4 separate regions of the Zea mays genome follow, and all the other regions are linked to region 1. The links are chromatin contacts, called in public Hi-C maps. All regions are on one chromosome and are shown on one strand. The core of a region is the stretch at or near the end of the contact, and the rest is flanking DNA. Distances in the headings are between cores, read along the strand shown.

Region 1 (4,073 bases), core at 759-3,258:
ACGGAGAGCCAAAGCAAGCCATCCTCGTGCTGCAACTGTGCGTGGTGTGCGTGGGCGGCAGCAATGGCGTCGCGGATGTGGTAGAGAAAGAGAGAGGATAAATGGCAGAGCGATGCCTCCACTCCTCTCCAACAGTGCTGGAAAGATAAAGAGAGATCTCTGTGCAACGAACCCTAAGAGTGAAAGGAGAAAGCGCGGCAGCCGCAGCAGCAGGCCGACGGACGGACGGACGGACAGAAAGACGGATGTCCAGGAAAGAAAGCTAGGAGCGCACAGGTACGCACGCGTGCGCAGGGGGACGACGGCGACGATGACCGAACACTGTCTGAGTGCCTCCTGCTGCCTGGTGCCTGCTGCTGCTCCGACTCATCATCCTTCACTTCATTTAAAAAGGGGGTACCGAGATCAAATCAATGCTGCAGAATGCTCGGCAATCCCAACATAACCGACTCCAACTCCCGTCTTGATCCCCACAATCCTCAATTCCTTCGAGCAGCAGACGCGAAAAAAAATAAATAAATTGGAAGCAAGAAACCGATGCTGTTGTTTTCCCTCCTCTCGTTGTCTCTGTTATTTATTTAGAGTATTATTTATGTTTTGCCCGGAGTAGAGGAGGAAGAAGAACAGGAGCATCAGCAACGGACCCGAAGAAATAAGCGTGTGAAGAATTGCAGTCGTGAGGGAAGAGGGAGATGCTGGAATTGGTTGGTTAGTTTGGTATGGTTACCTGGGTGAGCAGCGCGAGCTCCTCGACCCCGAAGGAGCGTGCGGCGGCGAGCGTGTCGAGCGCGAGGTCGACGGCGGCGGCGCAGTGCGTGTGCCAGCACGCGCGCTCGCCGCAGCCCGGCCGGGGATCCCCCTTCTGCGGCACCAGGGACACCTGGCCGCTGTAGAGGAACTGCAGCAGCAGCAGGAACACCTCGTAGCTGACGGAGTTGACGGGTATGACGGCGCCCGGCGCCGCTGCCGCGGAGGCTCCCGCGCCGCCGGCGCCGCCGCGCGGGGAGGAGGAGGAGGCGCCGCCGGACGGGGAGCGCGGGCTGAGGTGGTCCAGCAGCAGCGCGCCGGGCGCGGCGGCCTGGTCGGCGGCGGCGGCGCCGCAGAAGAACTTGCGGAAGAAGAGGCTGCGCGCGGCCAGGATGCAGCGGTGCGCGTGCACCAGGCGGCCCTCCACGCTGAACGTGACGTCGCTGAAGGCCTGCCCGTTGATGAGCAGGTTGAGGTAGTCCATGGACAGCGACTTGAGGGTGTCCTCCATGGCCGCCGCCGGTCGAGAGGCAAGCTGCTGTGCCGGCCTGCTCGACTCTACTCGTGTCGGTCGACCTTCCTCCCGCCTCCGAGCGGTCTACCTTCCGCTTCTGTACTCTAGCTGCTAGCTAGCTAGGGTGGCGGCGGAGCTGGCGAATTGGGTGGATGGATCAGAGAAAGAGAGAGAGAGAGGGGGGAGTGGAGAGGCGCGCGAGGGGGACCAGCACGGACGGAGAGCAGCTCGATCGATCGCTTTGGTGCTTGCTGCTTGGGCGACTGAGCCTGCTGGCGGCTGGCTGGGAGAGTCAGGGGGGGGACTGGAAGCGGTTGCAGCTGCTGCTTGCTTTCTTGGCTCAGCTTCTGCACGCAGCTGCTCAAACTGAAGCCGCCACCGCCTGTGCTGCATCATCCCCGTCTCTTTTCACCACCACCATCATCTCTTCTTGTTCTTCTTCTTCTCTTCTGTCTGTCACCGGCCACACTTCCTCTCCTCTCCTCCTCCGATCCCTTCGCTTCTTCCACTACTGCTACTTGTTTGTGTGTGCAGCACAGCAGCGTTGTGTGCCTCTCTCCCCTCCTTTTCTCTCTCTCTCTCTCTCGTGTAGCTCTTGAGAAAAAGAGAGACGGGTAGAGGAGGGACTAGAGGTGGACTTGGGGATGGCTACTGTTACTGTATGTGGGTGGCTGGCCAGGCCGATGGAGATTTTTTTTTTTGGAAGGGAAGGCTGTCTCGCAGTGAGGGGTTTGAGGCGTGCGTATCAGCGTATGTTTATATGGGTGGGTGGCTGTCCTGCTCCTGCCCGCCTGGGGGGCATAAATAATTGGTGCTTTCTCTGCTATCCTATGCACTGTGCACTATGCTGCCTGCGTTTAAGATATGCACACAAGTTTAAAAAAAACAAAAACAAAAAAACAAAATTTAGAGCATCATTTGCTAGTTTCAAATTGCAGATCCTTTTTCGAAACATTGCAGATCATTTTCAAAGCCAGAGACGATCGACTTATTGCAGTGTGGGACGGGGAGCACGCACATGCATGCGTACAGTTCGTCAGGGCCCTTGGAAACAGTTAACTCTCAGTGGATGTAGACATAGCGTGTGACGGAAATTAAGAGAGTTCCAAGCTTTGACAGTTTGGCCTGTAAATTAAATGCCACAGATCAACTGATGTCTGGACTGATGAATTATCTGCTCCCGGCCGGCCCCCCTGCATGGTTGTATGTATGTCTATTAAATGTTCTGCTGCAGGGAGCCATGTCGTGTTGTGATACTGCTGATTTATTTATTTTCCATTTAATAAATTAATTAATTTCTATAATGTAAATGTTCTGCGTGCATTTTGTTTTTGTATAATGTAAATGCAGCTCGATATATATTTTTATACTAGAGACATACAGTCATGCACTCATGCTTAGCTTGATTAGATTAATCAACGACTAGCTATAGGCTAGTATACACATACACATACACATTAATATTATATATATATATATATATATATATATATATATATATATATATATATATATATATATATATATATGTGGTTCGAGCGACGACACACATGCACATATATATGTTGCGTGTCGCTATTAATAAATATTACAGCAGAAACTGTGGGGAAGCCGGCGTTAACACGTTATATATTGCTAATAATAACTGGTGGGTGACACATCACAATTCCTAACTATCCGTATTTTCTTTCTTCTGATCTTTATATGTACTTTCGTTTTTGAATATTTGTTGTTGTCTAATTTATTTTTAACTAAAACGTGATAAATAAAATAGAGGGAATATTTTTTATTTAATATATACACACATAGGCTTTTGTAGCAAGTCAAAATACAAGGTGGAGAAATATGGGCAAAAGGTGATAACAGTCTGAGCCCGTTTGGATCCATCTAACTAAATTTTAGTCCTACCCATTAGATGTTCTAATACTAATTAAGAAGTATTAAATATAGTTTAATTACAAAACTAATTACACAGATAATGACTAAACGATAAGATAAGTTTATTAAATCTAATTAGTCTATGATTTGGTCGTCATGCATGTGATGCTACAGTAAACATTTGTTAATCATGGATTTAGCTAGTATATTTGTCTCGTTGTTTAGTCTCTATATAATTAGTTTTTATAATTAGACTATATATATTTATAATTTTAAATTGGTATTCAAATATTTGATTTTACAGGGATTAAACTTTAGTCAGAAAAACTAAACACACCAAAATGATTTGGTGATAATTGCGCCCCACCTAGCAGCTTCCCAGAAACAAATGCCCGCCTTCAAGCTCTCCAGCAACGTATCGGCCCAGGCATGCCGTGCCCTTTACCAGCAGCGTGCAAGATGACAAGGAAGACAGCATCTGTTACATTCAGGACTTGAGATTTTAGATATAGGCGCGTATATATAATAATATGTGTGATGCTGGGATATAGTTGTATATATACATATACAGACATATATATAGAGTAGGGCAGCTATGCATGTATGTATATATATCGCCGATCATTCTTCTTTCTGTTGACTAATTGGACAAAGATTCCTCATCATGCATGTGTGCTTGTTTGTTAATCGCCCAAATTATCCCAACCCATTATTTGGTGATGATTAGGGAGCACATAAAGTATTAGGAAGAGATCTTGGCTAATTACCTTTTTGCATGGTTCCGTATATATATAATAACGATTGATCACTTGAGAAAGCTACATGTTGTTTATTATGTTGGCCTTATTGACTTTTTAGTTTCCATCATTTTCTGTTCTTTCTTTTTCTATCCTATCCATCGATCCTTCCTGTCAGATTGGATGACGAGATAAGG
Region 2 (4,073 bases), core at 589-3,088, 480 kb after region 1:
TCAACACACCGCAACTCGGAGGCACGCGAGCCACATATTTGTTCGTAGAGATGATGATGAATTGATGATGCCGAACTTGACGAGAGTTGGTTCGGAATCGGATGCAATGCACGGTGCCAAATTGGATCCAGGTGGCACAGCACAGATACTCACCGCGTAAACCACGAGCACACATGTGAGTGGCTGACGCACGCTTCCTTGGATTGGAGCCAAGCAGCCAACGCTAGTCATCAGCTGTTTCTGTCTGTCATCCATCCCATGAGCCGCGCTAAACAGTTCTCTAAGGACTAGAATTAAGTATCCCTACCAAAACATACAACTATTTAGTAGTAATACTACGCAACCTGTGACAGGATTTCCTATGACAGGTGTACGTACGTATCTTCTACTAGTATACTGGAGCAGACAGATGCAACCCAAGGCCTCCGCATGTTCTGCTTCCAATTCCAACCAGTAGATATAAACTAATGAAGAGATTCGAGCTCCCATCGCGCCCTGATGATGCCAATGATTGATAGGTACGCAATCAGGACAATTCCTCAAGCTCCTCCCCACCTTCGCAAGAATATTCCTGTTCCATGTTTGAGATCTTAAGAAAAAAAAATCCTCCACAAGTTCAACAAAAGATCACTACAGCTTTTATCTGCATCGAGCTAAATTAACAGCCTACGGATTCCACCGCGCTGAGATTACCAGATTTACATTGGATCTAACAAATACCAAACAAACATGCAAAAAACATTCACATATTCCGAGAGGTGGAAACACACGAATTAGAGATCCACATAGGAGTAGGTTCGAATCGTCTACTCTTTCATTCACATAGTCAAGCATCCGCATCTCTAGAACAGAAGTTAGCTCTGAACCACTGCTTTCATCCAGGCTCCAATCTTGCAAAAAGCAATATCCGCCGTGGTTCCCAATTATTAGTAGAGAGAAGAATCTAGCGCTAGTGCTTCTCCATGATGATCTTGGCTTCTATATACACTTTACTTAAGACCGCACACGACGCCATACGCTCGGCTGCTGTGAACGGAGGGGGGGGGGGGGGGGGGGGGGGGGGGGGGATGGGTGGAGCAGCAGGGATTCGAAAGGGCTGGGGAGGGAACCTCTAATTACCTAGGCGATCTTTGCGAAGCATGCTCCTCCCCTGGCCATCATGACCTTGAACTCGTCGAAGGAGATGAGGCCGTCGCCGTTCTGGTCGACGCCCTCGATCATGCGGCGGCACTGCGCGACGGAGGCGGGCTCGCCGAGGCTGCGGAGGACGCGCGCGAGCTCGGCGGCGGAGATGGCGCCGCTGCCGTCGGCGTCGAAGACGCGGAAGGCGTGGCGCAGGTCCTCCTCGACGGCGGCCGCGTCGCCGGCCACCGTGGCGTTGAGGGCCGCGAACTCGGGCAGGCTGATGAAGCCGTCGCCGTCCGCGTCCGCCTCGGCCATCATGCGCGCCACCTCGTCGTCCGACGCGCCGTGGCCCAGGCTCTCGAACAGCGCCGCCAGCTCCGACCGCGAGATCCGCCCGTCGCCGTTCGCGTCGAACTTGCGGAACACGCGCGCCATCTCCTCCTCCGCCGTCGCCCGCTCCGGGGACCCGCTGCCGTCGCCGTCGCCCGCGGCAGGCGCCTGCTGCTGCGGCTGCGGCGGCGGCGGCTTGGAGGAGCGGCGGCGGAACAGGGACGGCACGGGCATCCTGATCTTGCCCATGTCGCGTGGCGTGAGGGGGCTGCGACTGCGAGGGGGTTCGGCTGGATCCGTCACGGCTGCGGTTTCGGTTCTGCGACGGGCGGCGTATTTATAGAGGCAAGGCAGAGGCAGTTCCTTTCCCATTGCTATCGATCACGGATCGCAGCCAGGGAGGGAGGCCGGGGCCCGGGGAGGAAGCTGCGGCGTCTAGCTGTTGCGCTACGAGTCCCTGCATTGTGGGCCTGCGTTTGGGAAGCCGTATTTGCTTCGCACCTGCCAGTGCCAGTGGGATTGCGGATCCCGCAAACCTGCTTGTAGTTGTAGTATTGTAAAGGCAATTTCCCCCCTTTGTTTGTTTCAATATATAAGATTTTATTTGCTAGGTTACGATTAAAAAACAAGTTCGTTCGAAAAAAAGGGAAAAAGAGAGAGAGAAAAGAAAATAGTATGCTTAAAGGTTGCTTGGCCCGCAAAACACCCCAGATGATGGCATGAGCCAGAGGGTCCGAACGAACATGGCGCCACCACATGCAAACCTACCACTTTGATGCCGAAGCATGTACTATGTGAGATGGGGGCAAGGCGACGGGTTTGCTTGTGAGGGTCGTCTGTCTTTTTGTTCCTTTCTTTTAGTTGGAGGACTGCTTAAGTAAATGTGGGGGAAGTAATAGTCACTGCTATTGGATATGCGATGCGATTCTTGTGCGATGGGTAAGCTGCGTTTAGAACGTGTGTGTTTGAACCAAAAAAGAGCTGGCGGACGGTTCGGCCCTAAGGCCGGACGGTCCGCGGTCCGGACAGTCCGCGCCTGTGGGCCGGACGGTCCGCGCGTGCGCCGAACATATTAGGGTTCCGAGTTTTGTGCTACGGTTATTAGCTATATTCGCGGAATTAGCTTGGAATCAGTTGTGTAAAGAGTTCAGCCCCCCTCCTCTATAAATAGAGAGGTCTACGGCCGATTTTAAACTATCAACCGAATCAATACAACTTCTATTCGCATTTATTTCCAGTACAAGTAGAAGTAGTTCTAGTCTAGTTCTAGTTTAGCCTCTCGATCCCCAAATTCTTCGGCTCTCTTCGACTCTACGCCGATTAGAGGAGTCTAGGTCGGCCGGCCCGAGCCTAGACAATCCCTAGGATCTCTCCTTCCCGACGGGGTCCCTCCCGGGAGCGAGATCCAGGCGCCGCCGACGATCTTCCGCCGCCCCTGCGCACGCGCGGACCGTCCGGCCGTCAGGCAGGAAACCCTAGCCCCTGCGCCAGGTCGCGGACAGTCCGGCCCCAGGCCGCGTACCGTCCGTGCCTGACCAGAGAGCACCGCTGCCGGTTCTTCTTGAGTATTTGACGCTCCGAAAAGGCGTCAACATACTTTTTGGCGACTCCGCTGGGGACATACATATCTAAGCTCATCAAATCGGCCCTCAATGGCCGGTTCAAGGGATAGCTCTGATATTTCTCCAAGCAACATCATAAAGCCGACTTGGGAAACCTTGCCGGCTGACGAGCAGCTCCAGTTCGAGGAGCACAAGGAGCGGATGATCCAGGAGGCGAAAGCAAAGTTCTTGGCCAACTTCAAAGTGGACAGGAACAACAAGGTCGTCCGACATCGGGCAACGGATCCGGCTTTTCTCCAACCCACGCCAGATATCCTCAATGTAAGTAATACCAACGATCTGCAATCTCTTAGAAATTATGTAGAAGATCAGCGTGAACAAATGCAGAACATCATAGGGGGTATGCAAAGCGATCTTAAGAGACTAGTACGTGCATTTGATAAATCTAGTATCACAAATTTTCCTTTGCACGAGGTTGAGTTAGGAGGTAACACGCGTAACACATCGGCTACAGGTTGTCACGACCAGTCACAACCCCTTTATGGGATGCCGATGGGCACATACCCTGAGCAACCGCAAATCGGCAGCAAATCAGCCGATCTGCACATGCCTGGACCGTCCGCACGTGAGCGCGGACCGTCCGGACCAACAACAGTCGGGCCGATTTTTAATGAGTTACCTAGATATGCGCCCGAACCACCACACACGACACAGAATCTAAACTACCCAGTCGGACCGTCCGCGTACAACAACGAACAGTCCGCACATAATCACGGATGTGCCGGGCCAATGTCCGGACAGTCCGCACATGACCTTTTTGAGGAGGATTGTTACCGAAATCCTCACCCGTCCCAGCAGCACTTCCCATCGCACTATACAATGCATCAACCCATTAATTCAAGATCCAGAGCCCAGGAAAGCTTTCCAGCCCCACCCAGGAGGCTGGAAAGAAACGATCAAACCTATGACCCATATAGGGCAAATGAAAATGCACCACGTAACTCAAACCAATGGGGGGAAAGACAACATGCTAATATCCAGCCAACCCCACCTATG
Region 3 (4,073 bases), core at 537-3,036, 370 kb after region 1:
AATGAGACGCAGCAAACTGGAAACGAAAATTGTCAAGAGAAAAAAAAAGTGCTTGTCGTTGGTCTCGCGATTGATGTCGAAATAGAGCCTCAGCCCATCAGGCCAGTCGAATCGGCCCATTTTAGATAGACGTATAAGGCTACTGTAGCAGAGTGTATATGCGATGACACTTGCAGTACACATTTTTTTTGGTTTATTAGCCTGCCCACCGACCTAGCTCTAGCTAATGCACCGGTTGCAGAGTCTGCATGCATCTCGAGTACGAGGCAGGTTCGGTAGCTACCACAACCAATCAGGCCCCTATAGTAATGGATGTCTGCATCCACGGCCACGACTCGCATGCATTTGCATTTCCTTTGTCAGCGACGAGGCGGGGCCCTTTCCCTACTCTAACCCTATATAAAACGTAGGATGTCGACCGGCCATTCATGGCACGTTTGGATGCATGGTTGCAGGGATACAACATTTGGTTTGGGGAGGGGGCAAGGAAAGCTCAGCAGCACCTTTATCCTCGCATCATGTATACGTGTCCCTACGAATCAGAGAGATGGATTAGACATGGAACAGTTCTTCAAACAAAAAAAAGGGGGAGCTAGATAGAAAGCAGAGGCACCAAGAACACTATGTGCGGCGAAGCGAGACGACGAGACACGATTGGGAGGCAGAGACGTAGGCAGCAAGCAGAAGCATTTGTGGGTGCGCCGAAGGAGGCTTTGGCCTGGGGTTCCTTCTTCCCTGATGTGAGATATATATATATATATATATATATATATATATATATATATATATATATATATATATATATATATATATATATATATATATATATATATATATATATATATATATATATATATATATAGGGTCATCATGGCCGGAACTTTCACAGGCGACCATCTAGGGTGTACTACATTACACGCACACGATATCTCCCCGATCATGGAGTTGAACAATCATGGGAGCCGGCACCAATCATTTCTGCTGGTAATGCCATTCATGTCTCTTAGCACCGACGCAGCGTTGTGCGCGGACAGAACTACTACCATGATCGAGGAACGGTCGCACAGGTAGGTAGAGTTCGAGGAGACACTAGTTCCTCCTTCGGTTTCAAGCCCAAACCCAAATGTGCATTGTGCGTTCGGGCAAAGAATCAAACTTACATTCACATGGGCCTCACCCATTCACGGGCGTTTCATGGGCCAGTGGGGCCATCACAGCCCACCAGTGCGTTTCCTGAGTACTAATTCTTGTCTGATAAGTTTAGCGTTTAGGTTGGTATAATGTTCTCTGTTGTGAAGATATTAGCCTACATGATATCTTGAATGAAAACACCTACTTGAGCTCATGACAAGACACGGGAATAGACCATTAGTGCTCTGGATAGGTGAGGTTATTTGTCAGTTCTGATTTATGGCTTGACACACAAGGCTGAGCAATATGGATGAGCTTCCTAAAAATAATAAATCTGACCTCTATATTTACCATTTTTTGTATATATGATTCTCCGTGGGCCGGGGTGAAGCTTCTTTATTTTCTAATCTGAAGCTCTTTAGCATCGGTGTTGTGGAGAAGAAAAAGAAAAAGAAAAAGATAAAGAGTTGGCTCAGTGTGCCGCGCGACATGCTGCAGGCGGCCCGCGCTAGTTCGTTGAACGGAGGATGTCGGCTGCGGCGTCTGCAGCTGAAACAACAGAAACCGGAACGAAGCGGCGGGAGAAGCGTGCTCTGACCTGAGCGCTGACCACGAGTGACCGCGACGGCGTCCGCGTGGCGGGGCTTGTCCTTGTAAATTCCACACACCGCGTCGCTCGCGCTGTGACGCAGGCCGCGGAGCTAGTAGTAGGAACCGTCCAGCTGGTACGGTGCCGCCGACGTCGACGGGCGGGTCCAACTCTCTCACGGCTGTTTGGCCTGAGTCTCGACGTCGTCGATTGGCGCCGCCGCCGGTCTCGATGCTTGAGATCGCAACGACAGGGCGTGCACGGCACAGGGCACTGCCAGCGTGGTAAACGTGCGTCTGCGTACGGTCGTCTCGCGGGGCCGGGATCGACGTCTGACCATGAGGCCACTGTCTGTCAGGGCCGTCGTGTGCCTCTCTCTGTTTGGATTACACTTGCAGGTGCAGCGCAACTATGGTGGAAATGCAAAACACGACGATCGTTGAGGCGATGGTCATTGAGGGAAGCTACCCACCGGTGACTAGTATGGTAGCTACTAGCACGCTAGGATGAAAACGGGTACTTATCCAGATACTAATTTTGATTTTGATTACTCCCGTTTTCAGTCATGATTTTGGTTTGCGTACCCGGTCGCCTAACGCTGCGGCTGCCGAGCTTGCTGCTTTGCTACCTATCTTGTCGCAGGCAAGAGGACGAATCAAAATTAAGGTATTGCTAAAGTAATAATGAAAAAAAATTACAACATAGTCTAAAGCAATTCATAGCTATAAAATAAATGGTGAATAAGAGTCATGACGAACATAATATATTTACATCCAGATGTTATATAGCAAATAAAATCTGGAAAAAAGAAAATGAACTATATAACAAATAAAATCTGGAAAAGAGAACATGAACTAATAATGATAAATTGAAACAAAATTTATGAAACAAGTGAAATGATATATCTTCAGTTGAGTCTAATTCTAATCGGTAAAAAGTTGTTGTACACATCTACACTTGCATTTACACGGTTGGTGAGTAGCTGCCGTGGAAAAATGAGTTGAACGCATTGTTCGTTTGCGTATCGCATTTCAGTTCTGAGCGTGGGAAACTAGCTAGGTACTCCCAGATGGATTTTTCAGTTTTCAGGGTGGCTGTAAAGGCACGTCGACATCGTATGATCTTGGCAGCCTAAATATGATAAATTAGTGCTAGAATTTTGTCGGCGTTTCGACCCCGGGGGGGTCCCTGGACCGACGAGTAAATTGTCGCTGCGTATCCCAGCCCAGATGGGTCGGCGCGAGACGGGACACAAAGGGGGAGAACAGTAAGGGGAAACCGCGGCCTTCGTGTTGTCTTGCGCCCAGGGCGGATGGATGCGCTTGCAGTAGGGGTTACAAGCGTTCGCGTGGGAGAGAGAGAGAGGGCAAGAGCCTTATGCGTTGGCCCGTTCTCCCGCGCGGCCAACCTTCTCGTACGAGAGCCCTGGACCTTCCTTTTATAGGCGTAAGGAGAGGGTCCAGGTGTACAATGGGGGTGTAGCAGTGTGCTAACGTGTCTAGCCGAGAGGAGCTAGAGCCCTAAGTACATGCCGTCGTGGCAGTCAGAGAGGTTTTGGCACCCTGTTCATGTGATGTCGTGGTCGTCGGAGGAGCGCTTGGGCCCTGTGGAAGGACAGCTGTCGGGGCTGTCGAGTCCTTGCTGATGTCTCCTTTCTACCGTAAGGGGCTGAGAGCCGTCGTCGTCATGGAGCACGCGTGACGCCATCATTTTTTGTTTTACCGGGGCGAGCCAGATGGGACGCCGGTCTTGTTCCTCGTAGCCTGAGCTAGCTAGGGGTAGGGTAATGATGGCCCCCCTGTGATGTGGTCGGTCCGAGCCCTAGGTCGGGCGAGGCGGAGGCTCCTCCGAGGTCGAGTCCGTCTTCCGAGGTCGAGGCTGAGTCCGAGCCCTGGGGTCGGGCGAGGCGGAGACCGTCTTCCAAGGCCGAGGCTGTGTCCGAGCCCTGGGGTCGGGCAAGGCGGAGTCCGTCTTCTGAGGTCGAGGTTGAGCCCGAGCCCTGGGTCGGGCGAGGCGGAGACCGTCTTTCGAGGCCGAGGCTGTGTCCGAGCCTTGGGGTCGGGCGAAGCGGAGTCCGTCGTCCAGCGTCGAGGTTGAGCCCGAGCCCTGGGGTCGGGCGAGGCGGAGCTTCCTATGGCGCCCGAGGCTGGACTTAGCTGCTGTCAGCCTCACTCTGTTGAGTGGCACAGCAGTCGGAGCGACGCAGGCGGCGCTGTTTTCTTGTCAGGTCGGTCAGTGGAGCGGCGAAGTGACTACGGTCACTTCGGCTCTGTCGACTGAAGAGTGCGCGTCAGGATAAAGTGTCAGGCGATCCTTGCATTAAATGCTCCTGCGATACGGTCGGTTGGCGTGG
Region 4 (4,073 bases), core at 945-3,444, 330 kb after region 1:
CGAGCCTTGTGCAGATGGTGGGCTTCCCCTGAGTTTTGTGCCATTTCCGAAAGGAACAGGGGAAACCGTGGGACTGAGTCGTTCCACAACTACGGCGGCGATGGTCATGTGCGCTTGGCTAAGCGAATGGTAAGTCACAGTATGTTGTAACTTTGAATTACATAGAAATGTGTCATTCTAACTTGTATGTACAGGAAGTCAAATCCGGTCGTACGCCCATGGATTTGGAGGTGTATATGCAAGGGCATAGGGGTTCTGATCCTCAGAATCCTGATGTTTTATGCACTCAGACGACCACTGACCGTCTAGTGAGTTTTTGGTACTCTATTATGTGTTTGATATTGTTTGCAAGGGCATAGGGGTTATGCACTTATATTTGATATTGTTTGCCTCCAGGCTTCGTATGGGCAGGAGATGGTTCAACGCCATGGATAAGAGTACGATTGGAGGGGCCAGCCAATCGACCCTCAGGTAGCATATGCTAGCGCAGGAGGACAAGCCCATGTACGGTGGGATTATTTGATTTGGATTTCAAAATTATCCTCATATGCTTGCGATACAAGTCCATGATTTACTATACTAAGTGCATGGTTCACTCTTGTAGGTTGGGTATTTTTTATTCTACGATTGATTCTAGGGAGCTGAGACGTCGTGGACGACAGTCCACATCGTCATCTTCACAGTCGTCCCGTTCACGATCATCTGCCCAAGAGATAGAGCTTGTAGTGTTGCGTCAACAGGCAGAGTATCATCAATCAGTTTTGAGGGAACAATTGGAGTACCAGAGGCAACAATCTGAGTACCAGAGACAACAAGCTGAGTACCAGAAGAAGAAGAACGAGTATTATGCAAACCTACAGGCCCAAAATCAAGCTCTTCTCTCGGTAAGTTGAAGTAACATTTTGTACCTTATTTTGCAAAACACATGATGTATATCTTATTTGCTCAACAATGGCTTTTATATAATTTTTAGCAACTAGCCCAACAAACGGGCGTCTCGATGCCCACATATGGGATGCCGCCTCCGGACTTTGCACTGCCAATGCCAATGCTGGCGCCTCCACCTCCGCCTCCGTCACAATTCTCTATGGTATGTACACATATGCGTGTTTGACATGTTCATAGATGTCTTATGTGTTTAAATGAAAAACTGAGTGGTCACTATTTCATGTGCGTGTGTTATAGGGATTTCAGACACCACCCGCTTCAGTTGCCGCACCTGGAGATGGGTCTGGTCAAGACGACGCATCGCATTCTTGGGTGAACAACCTTTTCAACACGCATAGTCCATCCGGAGGAAGTGGCTATAACTCGAACCAACCAGGCGATGAATATGAGTGATAGTTGATCAAATGTGTTTAATTTGGAACTATTACTGTTCATGTCAAACCCTATCTGTCGAACAATGTCGGTTTTTATTTTGGACCTATATGTTGATGCAAAAGACTTGTTGAGACTATTTGGAACTATATGTCGTTATTTCCAATTTGTGAATGTGAATACTTATGTGAGTATATTTGTGGTTGTGAATATGTGGTTGTATATGAATTCTGTGTATATTTGCATGAAATCTGTTTTTATTTGTAAATGTCAGATTTTTTAAAAATAGAATTTTGTGTAATTTCTGAAATTTATTATGTCCGACGGCCTGACGGGCAGCCGTCGGATATAAGGGTTATTTATGTCCGACGGTTTAGTGTAAACCGTCGAACATAAGCGTTGGTTATGTCCGACGGCTTAGTATAAACCGTCGGACATAAGTCTGTGGGTCATACCAATCGACCATTAAAACGGTTGACACTTGCTACGTCCGACGGGTGGCTGCGGCCGTCGGAGATAGCTTATGTCCGACCCAATATGTTCGACGCCAGAGACCGTCGGAGATAACTAAAAACCGTTGGGCATAAACTATCTTTGATGGTTTAAAGTTTATGTCCGACGGCTTTGACCGTCGGAAGTTGTTTCGTTTACTGTAGTGGAAGGCCTTGCATCGCTTGGCAGCAGCAGCATCGGTAGGACGAGGCGCGTGCATGGCCAGCCAGCCATGGCTTGTCGTCCCGGATCCATGTTTGCTTGCAAGCACACCTGCATGCATTGGCGGGGGAAAGGCACGCAGGCGAGCTAGAGGCGGATCCCACTGATTGACGCATCGCTGTCCGCGTCTTATGATTTGCGGCCTAGGACTAGGATGTGACGTTTGACTGCTCCAGCGCCGCTCCCCTTGCATCCGCCTCCGCCTCCGCATGTATTGCATCCATCCATCCGTCCCTGGCCCCCTGCACTGCAGCTGCTGTTTCTGTTTCTTCTCTTCCACACGCAACGCAGGGCCTGTTTGGTTCAGCTTTTTTCTGACCAGCTTTTCTGAGAATCTGGCTGTGAAGAGAATCTGGCTGTGGGGAGAATCTGAGTATTATTAGGATTACATGCGGAGGAAGATAAAAATGTTTATAGGGGTCAGGATCTAGAAAGTGACGGATTCCTATTATTGCAACAACTCAACCGATTATATGTTTATGTTGATTTTAAATAGTTTTTACCTAAACGAATTTTATAGAAGCTGGCTGAAAAGCTGACGCGTTTGGCAGTCCACATCAGCTTTTGGTGGCCAGAAGCTGCAAAAAGCTGAAACAAATAGGGGCGCAGGGACAGGCGCAGGCGCAGCAGCCAGCAGTGCAGCACATGAGCGAGCGCGCCGCAAGGCTCCTCGTCGTCTCACGCAGACCGAGGCCGAGACCAGAGCACCACCGCACCGGACCGCACGCCTCTCCAGATTCCCGCCGCCCCGCCCGGCGTATCGTATCGGTATCGTATCCCATTCCCACACAGCAGCTGAGCAGCACGTTGCCCATCCTCTCGATCCGTCACTTTGACTACTCTACTTCACTCTCTACACCTACTCCTGTCCTGCATGGTGCATGCCCTCTCTTTTCGTACCCGCACACACATGTATACGTACTTACTCCTCTGTGCTGCCGTACAATGCAATGCCATGTCAGTACGTACGTACGTGCGGGTCACCATCTGCCGCCGCGCGCGTGCGCACGTCGTGTACGACGTAGTACAGAGAGCAGCCTGGGAGGGAGGGACTGCGAGTCTGCGACGACCGAGGCATGCATGCATTCACCCCCGTCACATGGACGCATTTGTTATCGCTACTTACACGTGCACTTTGTGTTATTATATCGAGTTGAATTGAAGCAAGGAAAAAGCACGCAACGCAGCGCAGGTCGTCTGATCTGGGGGGCCAGCCAGTCCCTACTAGCTAGCTCTGATATGATATCTGTGTGTGCCCCCAGCTTTTGACGTGAGGAACATATAGTCACATGCATGCAAGCCACAGCTGAGCCACCCCAGGGCAGGCACTAGAGCTGGGCGCAAAGTACAGTGGAAGCAGAGGCAGGCAGGCGCTCGATCCCCATGTCTTCACGACACATCTCTTCCCCTTTTTTCCTAGTTTCACGTCCTGTCAACCTGTAGCACGGGAAAAGTTGCTGCCCTGCCCTGCCCTGCCGGGTGCCGGCGGGAAAAAAAGATCGAGACCAACCATAGAATAGAAGAGCTACTAGGCCTGGCCGACCGCTCCCTGCGCCACGCATATGCCCATGCCTGCCTGCATAATTGCATCGCGCTCCTCCGTCCCCATGCATGTCAATGTCATGCATGGCATCATATGCTAGCTATAGCGTAGCTAGTCGATCAGTCGTCTCTCGTGCCCTCGCGCTCGTGTTCTTCTTCGCGTCGTTCAGCTCCGGCATTGTCGGTGCGGGTCCCCTCCCCTCCCTCCTCGATCGCGCTCTCTGTCAAGTCACTTTGTGTGCTAGCTGTGACTTCCTGTCCATGCATGGCGCGGGCGCGGCGACGTCTGATGGGTCGACCGATCGAGACCGCCCGGCCTGAAATCGCTCCGTTCCATTCCATTCCATCGAGCTAGGCATCAGGCACTGCATGTGGCGCGCCCGCTCATTCCGAGGACGACACCGGCCCCCACGCCGCACGAGCGTCAAGAGTGCATGATGATGATGGTGGTGCAAAGTTAACCAAAGCTACTAGGAGCTGCTAGCTTATTATATATT

Evidence for each region. A called contact is a pair of places that touch in the nucleus more often than the background predicts.
Region 2: a contact with region 1 is called in a Hi-C map of ear, with 2.4 times the contacts expected there. The contact joins the promoter of LOC100286243 here to the promoter of LOC103650745 in region 1. A contact is called at or near these places in 2 of 25 Hi-C or Micro-C datasets (ear and tassel).
Region 3: a Hi-C map of leaf shows a contact between it and region 1, with 5 times the contacts expected there. The contact joins the enhancer-like site here to the promoter of LOC103650745 in region 1. A contact is called at or near these places in 3 of 25 Hi-C or Micro-C datasets (leaf and tassel).
Region 4: a contact with region 1 is called in a Hi-C map of ear, with 2.4 times the contacts expected there. The contact joins the enhancer-like site here to the promoter of LOC103650745 in region 1. A contact is called at or near these places in 5 of 25 Hi-C or Micro-C datasets (bundle sheath, ear, leaf and 1 more).

What each region holds. Positions count from the first base shown.
Region 1 is chr3:152,084,102-152,088,174 of Zm-B73-REFERENCE-NAM-5.0, reverse strand. LOC103650745 (BTB/POZ domain and ankyrin repeat-containing protein NPR5) reads right to left here and starts at 2,008. Exons shown (of 2, transcript XM_008676308.2): 1 at 728-2,008. The coding sequence starts at 1,258.
Region 2 is chr3:151,608,772-151,612,844 of Zm-B73-REFERENCE-NAM-5.0, reverse strand. It overlaps LOC100286243 (polcalcin Jun o 2), which reads right to left and starts at 1,838. Exons shown (of 2, transcript NM_001159131.2): 1 at 1,120-1,838; 2 at 263-571. The coding sequence starts at 1,704. The coding sequence ends at 1,120.
Region 3 is chr3:151,716,929-151,721,001 of Zm-B73-REFERENCE-NAM-5.0, reverse strand. No RefSeq gene overlaps it. Among protein-coding and RNA genes, the nearest start is that of LOC100283599, 95 kb to the right of the region's middle. Within about 2 kb of position 1,786, at least 19 of the 20 cell types and tissues checked have an H3K27ac peak or open chromatin away from gene starts, as enhancers often do. A contact at or near this core is called in leaf and tassel, where this site is marked.
Region 4 is chr3:151,751,327-151,755,399 of Zm-B73-REFERENCE-NAM-5.0, reverse strand. No RefSeq gene overlaps it. Among protein-coding and RNA genes, the nearest start is that of LOC103650743, 96 kb to the left of the region's middle. Within about 2 kb of position 2,194, at least 17 of the 20 cell types and tissues checked have an H3K27ac peak or open chromatin away from gene starts, as enhancers often do. A contact at or near this core is called in bundle sheath, ear and leaf, where this site is marked.